2 separate regions of the Mus musculus genome follow, and region 2 is linked to region 1. The links are chromatin contacts, called in public promoter capture Hi-C maps. All regions are on one chromosome and are shown on one strand. The core of a region is the stretch at or near the end of the contact, and the rest is flanking DNA. Distances in the headings are between cores, read along the strand shown.

Region 1 (2,991 bases), core at 316-2,815:
ATACAGCTCACCATGTTGGGGAAGGACAGCACCCACAAGTGGACGGCTGCAGGGGGTCCACTGTGGGGAAGCACGGACAGATGAAGGCTCCACTCCTGCTTTCAGTCTGGGGCTCCGTGGGATGGCGGGTCTTCTTTTCTCAGCTAAACCTCTCTGGAGACACCCTCATGCACTCGTGCACACACACAGAGGAGTGTTTCCTAGATGGCTCTAAATCCAGTCAACTTGCTAGTGAGTATGAACTGTCCCAACCCTTGCTTGTACTCACAGAACACCATCTCCCTGCCCAGGTCATTCACCTTTGCTCCTGACCTGTAGCACACGTTACATACCAACTGTGCTTCCTCCCACTAGTACGTACACTACCAGAGGACACACACTTTAACTTTATTTTTAGCTGTTTGAGACAGGGTCCTGCAAGGGCTGGCCGGATGACCTGGCACTTGCTGTGTAGACCAGGCTTGCCTCAAACTCTTGGCAATGCTCCTGTGTTGGTCTCTCAAATGCTGGCTATGTACCAACACGCCTACCAGGATCATTATTTTCATCCACTTTGTTCATGGCCATGCTACAACAGGACACAGTAGGTGCTTAATGAATATTTATAAAAAAAACATGAAAGAATTTGGCCTTTTTTTTAGACAACTATACTTTGTAACCAACAAACTACCTTAAAACCACAGATAACCCTAATTGCTTACAACTTTTGTTTTCTCTTTAAGACAAGATGTTGGTATGCAGTCCCGTCCTGCTTCAAATGTGAGTATGATTACCAATTTGGGACCAGCATGGGTCTTCTAGTGAGTTTTAAGGCCATCCCAGGCTACAGAGTGAAACCCTACTCAAAAGACCAAGGAAGAGAAAAGCTGTGCGCAGGACGGTGGATGGGGCCTTGAGCACCCATCACTTCTCACCAGCCTGCCACTTTCTAGCTCACCCACGCAGCCCATCCCACCTCCCCATCCTGTATGTTTTTACAAGCCAGAATGAGGGTCAAGTCAGGGCAGCAGCCACGTGCTGAGTGGCAGCTGCAGAAGACCTGCTTTCTAGTCATGCCCACGCAGGTCGCTGGGTCGTTCCTCTGCCTCACGAACCCTCCTCGCGCGGAAAACACGAGTCTGCCCAGGGAGGGGTGGGAACAGCCCGGCCCCAAGGAGAGGCCATTCGCAGGGTCTATGGTTTGGTTTCCCAGTCTTGGCTTCTCGCTGCTCGGCCCCCAGTTCGATCCCCCTCTCCCGGCTCCACTCTAGGCTTCCGATTCGGTTCCTCACTCTCGCCACGGTTCCGGTCCCCACTTGGCCCCTTGTTTGGTTTCCCGCTCTGTCCCTGGCTCGGTCCTCGCTCGGCTCCCGGTTCGGTTCCCCGCTCTCGGCTCCACTCTTGGTTCCTAGTTCGGTTTCCCGCTCCGCTCGGCTCCCGGTTCAGTTTCCCCGCTCAGCCCCCGGTTCTTTTTCCTGATCCGCTCCGGTTCGATCCTCGCTTGACTCCCGCTCTACTCAGCCTTCCTCCACTTACCGCGGCTGCGCTTCGGGGTCTGTCTTAAGGGCCGCGGGCACTTCCTCCGCCCTTCCCGACGCCGGCATGTGCTGCCTTGGCAACCGTCACCAGGGAAACCAGCACGGTCGCGCGCGTCTACGGGGGCCGAGAGAGCCTCTAAAGGTCTGAGCTGAGCGTGCTGAGGGGTCCGGGAAGACCCACAGAACTGCACACACCAGCTGGACATGAGAATGCAAAGTGCCTACGAAGCCTCCACTCTTCCGGAGTGTATTTTATTTAAGGATTTGGGGGGTCTGTTTGTTTTTGTTTTTAAAGGTAGGGTATCATACAGTCCAGACTGGCCTCAAACTCGCTCTGTAGCCATGCATGACCTTGAACTTCTCATCCTCCTGTCCTTATTGAATGCTGGATGACACAGGCTGCACCACCGTGCACAACCGACCTCCAGTGTCTTTGAAAAAGTAGGATGCATATCCTACTGGCCTCCAAGGGTTTTGGAAAGTGGACGGTTTTTATGAAATGTAACATAGTTAACCATATTATCTTTGGAAATACAAAACAAGGCGGGAAGAATGTTGGGTTATGATTGTGATTGGAGTAGGCCAAAATTAATAATGCTAAAACCAAAACCAAACCAAAACAAAACGCTTCCTCCTTTTCAAACAGCGCACAGAACTAAAAGAGGAATGTTGAAAGCGTTTATGGGTCACATCGCAGGATGACAAGACACATCCCTCGCCAGTCAGTCTAGTCCAGTCCAGGAGCTGATTCAAGTTCACCCCAAAACCCTTTTTCAAAAAACAAAAGGTGGAGAGCAGTTGAGGACAAATAATGAAGACAACCTCTGTCTATCCCATGCACATGTGCACCGACACAAACAATTGCACACACCCATACTAAGAAAACCTAGACGTGAAACAACACACAGGCAATTATATCAGTATGGTAGGATTTTAGGTCTTCTTATTTATGAATTTATTTATTTATTTGCATTTTAGAAGATTTTAAAAAACAGTGTGTGTGTGTGTGTGTGTGTGTTTAAGAAAATACTTAAAAAAAAAATCTCCCAGTTTGACATTGCTGTATTTCAGGGACTTGAAGGGAGGCAAACACATAGGAAAAATGAGCTGAGGGAGGCCAGATGCTCTCACTAGCCTTTATAATGTGAAAGTCTCCAGCTATGTTAAACCTGTTTTTCTGCTTCCCATTTACTTAACGTGAGTAGTACATCACTACTTGTGAAGAAGATACAGGGCTGGATACCCACAGCCCTGCATCCACCTGCCCACCCCCTCGCAGTACAGTACAGTGTGTCCAGGTGCACAGCATCTCCTTCATAAAGCTTCTCTCTCTCTAACTCTCTCTCCTTCTTTCTCTCTCTCTCTCTTTGTGTGTGTGTGTGTGTGTGTGCCCATGGAGGCCAGAAGAAGGCATTGGGTCCCCTAGGGTTGGAGTCTGTGATGGTTTGAATATGCTTGGTCCAGGGAGTGGCAC
Region 2 (2,991 bases), core at 349-2,848, 98 kb after region 1:
GGACTGAGTTTTGGTTTCCCGTACCCACATGGCATCTAACAACCACCTGTAACTCCATTCCAAAGGACCTAATATTCTTTTCTGGCCTTTGTGGGCACTACATGCACACGGTGCACAGACATGCAGGTAAAACACCCGTACACATAAAATAATAAATGAGATATGGGCTATCTAAGCCCTTTGTCCTCTTCAGACTGAACCCCTTGATTCAGGACACCACCAAAAGTCATGGCAACAACATCTGGCTCCTCCAAAATCTCTAATTCCAAAATCTGTTCCATGGCAACATCCCAATTCAGCCCAAAGCAGCCCTCTGAAATCTATGCCTGAAGTCTGGCCCCATTGCTCTCCCAACCCATCACAAAACAAACGGCAGAAAATATCAGCTCTAGTGGCACCAAGTCACATTTAGTGACATCTTGTCCCCATGTGCCACACCTTAGCTGATGCCCTGATTCTTACCACCTGCCAGCTGAAATACCCTGCTCCGCAAACAGTGGCCTCACTGCAAGCTCAGCTCTCCTAGAAATGGCTAACCTCATTTTCTCATCTCTAGAGCCTCACATTACCTCTTTCCTGACCTGTAGACACAGGTCTATAAGTGAGGGGTGGGGGGAGGGCAGGTGCTCTGTGGAGTTGCTTATCCCTTGTCTCTGCATCTCTACTCTAACAAAGAAAAGTTGAGCATGAGTAAGAGATAGAACAGTATAAAGCTCAACCCCTCTCGGAGATATCAGAGGTGGCAGCAGGAGCCAGGCAAGCACGCCCATTGCTGGTGCTTGAGTCTGCATCTGGGAAGCCCAGTCTAAATAAGTCTACAAATTTTTTGCACCACTTTTTTTTTTTAATGTTAAATGTCTTTGTGGTACACAATGAGATCACTTAGTTCAAGCCTGGACTTCTGTTCAACTGGCCCTCAAGGTTTCTTGGAAGGCATCCATACTTTCTAAATGAATCCAGCCACATTCAGATCTTCCACACCTCTGACTCCTCCTATAGGTCCTTGTAAGTGGTTCTGCCCAGATGGCAGGGAAACCTGGGCCTTGGAAGCCCAGGAACCGCACAGTTCTGAGGGGGAAGGGTCAGGTATCCCAGTGGAAGGGAACCCTGAGACACGGCCGATAGGAAGCCTCCTCAGCAGAGGCATTGTAGCTCCCAGGGGAAGGTAGCCCTGCTCCACTTTCTCACTCGGTTCCATCTTTTTATTGCTTCTTGGCTTTTCCTGATGAGAGAGTCACGATAGGTGGAAAGTCTCATGAAAGAGATTTATTCAGGGTAAGGAGGGATGAATCCAGACATGGCTGGCTGCCCTCTGTTCCCAGAAGCAGACAGCAGAGAATTGGACAAAGGGCAGGGCTTATGTAGAATTTCTTAGGAGGCAAAGCTTTTCAGAGCAGAGATTTCCCGGATGAGGATTGGTGAGATTTCAAGTCCTGAGTTTGGGGAGCTCAGGGATTGGTGGGTTCTCCTGCTCAGGGATTGGTGGGTTCTCCTGCTCAGGGATTGGTGGGTTCTCCTGCTCAGTGATTGGTGGGTTCTCCTGCTCAGTGATTGGTGGCTTTTTTCCCCACCACCTTTTCCCTGCATTAGACCTATGGGTTAGGATGAGAGGTCCTTCCTGGCTGCAGGTGGCTTTGGTTGAGGTAGCATCTCTGTGGAACTGCTGGGGAGGTGGAGAGGAGGTGCTGCCACTGTGGACAGCTCCTGTGGGATAGATAGTTCCTAAGGCTGTAGGCTGAGGCAAGAAAGGTGTTGCCACCATAGACAACTCTTGAGGGACAGCTCCTGCTGATGGCGGGAAAGGGGATGAGCCTCCTGCAGACTGAGGAAATGTCCTCTTGCTGCCATTCTTTGACAGTTCCGGAGGGGCATCTTACTGGCTATAGGTTGGAGCAGGAAGGAGGGGCTGGCTGCCACTTGGACTGATTTGCAGAGTGCTTGCTTCTTCCAGACAGCTCCTGCTGAGGTGGGAAAGGAAATGTGCCACCTGTGTCAGTTGCAGGCAGAAGAGGTGTTGTGGAGACGTCATTTTTGACAGCTCCTGTGGGCATCTTGTAGGCTGGGACAGGAAGGAGGGGCGGGCCACCGCTTTGAGGGGTTTGTAGCGCTGCTTAGGAACTTCAGTTAGAAACAGAGAAAAGCAGCCTTGTATGGGTGAGCCATGTAGGGTGGGAAAATGTTTAGCATCTTCAATAGGGAGTCAGCCCTCCTGCTCCTAAGTTCACTTGGGCAGGTCCACTGCCCACTGCTCAGTGGAATAAACAACCTTTCTTCTTGCTCTTGCCTCCTCTCTGACGAGGTCGCTTTGTCAAGAAGCCTGACTCTCGCTAGACCACGCACAGCGCGATCAAGATTATGGGGTCCTCCAAGATTCCTAGAGAGACTCACAGAGGATTGGCCGGTCGGTGAGATGATGTATTTCCGGGCCAGGAATCTTTAAAACCTGAGAGCGTGGATGGTGAGAGGCCGTTAGAATCCCTCCGTAGGTGAGTGTGAGGAAACATGAGGAAGGCTTGGTTGGCATGGACCTGAGGGAGGGAAGGTGGTCCTCTTGGGCCCCAGGCTTGCCTACCGGGGTGCTGGAGAGAGGGGCGCGGTCTGAAATGGAAAGAGGGCGCTGTGGACGCGACGCCTGGGCGGGAAGAGGGCGCTGAGGGTCAAAGGCTTCTACAGCCTAACTACAGGGAGAGACATGGAGGCCCCAATGAGGCTGGGCAGGGAGGGTGACACCCGGGTCGGTGAGGAAGAGGCTTGGAGCAGAACAGCTTGAGATGCAGGCAGGAAGATTGTGCAGGAAAATGGCACAGTGGGCCTTAAGCAGGCGGACCTGAAGTGTAGGACAAGGCAGCGGAGGACATGGCATTTTTGTCAGGGTGTCTTCCATGACTTAAACCTTAGTGCTGCTGATTAGTGTGTTAATGTTAATTCCCAAAAAGGTATTTGTAAGAAAGCACCTAATGTGTGTTGGATCTAACAGTTTTCGATGTTTAT

Evidence for each region. Promoter capture Hi-C pulls out the DNA fragments that hold promoters and counts their contacts.
Region 2: a contact with region 1 is called in a promoter capture Hi-C map of liver, with 4 times the contacts expected there. The contact joins the promoter of 1700048O20Rik here to the promoter of Ccdc13 in region 1. A contact is called at or near these places in 6 of 39 promoter capture datasets (3T3-L1-derived adipocytes, HPC-7-derived erythroid cells, hippocampal neurons and 2 more), 1 of 15 datasets of contacts at CTCF or cohesin (the NIH/3T3 cell line), 12 of 484 Hi-C or Micro-C datasets (CD8 T cells, Sertoli cells, cortical neurons and 8 more), 2 of 115 datasets of contacts at active chromatin or transcription factors (CD8 T cells and memory CD8 T cells) and 3 of 9 other capture datasets (adipose tissue, liver and pancreatic islet).

Annotation. Positions count from the first base shown.
Region 1 is chr9:121,837,896-121,840,886 of GRCm38.p6, forward strand. It overlaps Ccdc13 (coiled-coil domain containing 13), which reads right to left and starts at 1,566. Exons shown (of 16, transcript NM_028384.1): 1 at 1,516-1,566.
Region 2 is chr9:121,935,677-121,938,667 of GRCm38.p6, forward strand. 1700048O20Rik (RIKEN cDNA 1700048O20 gene) reads left to right here and starts at 1,599. Exons shown (of 5, transcript NR_033553.1): 1 at 1,599-1,643; 2 at 2,300-2,486.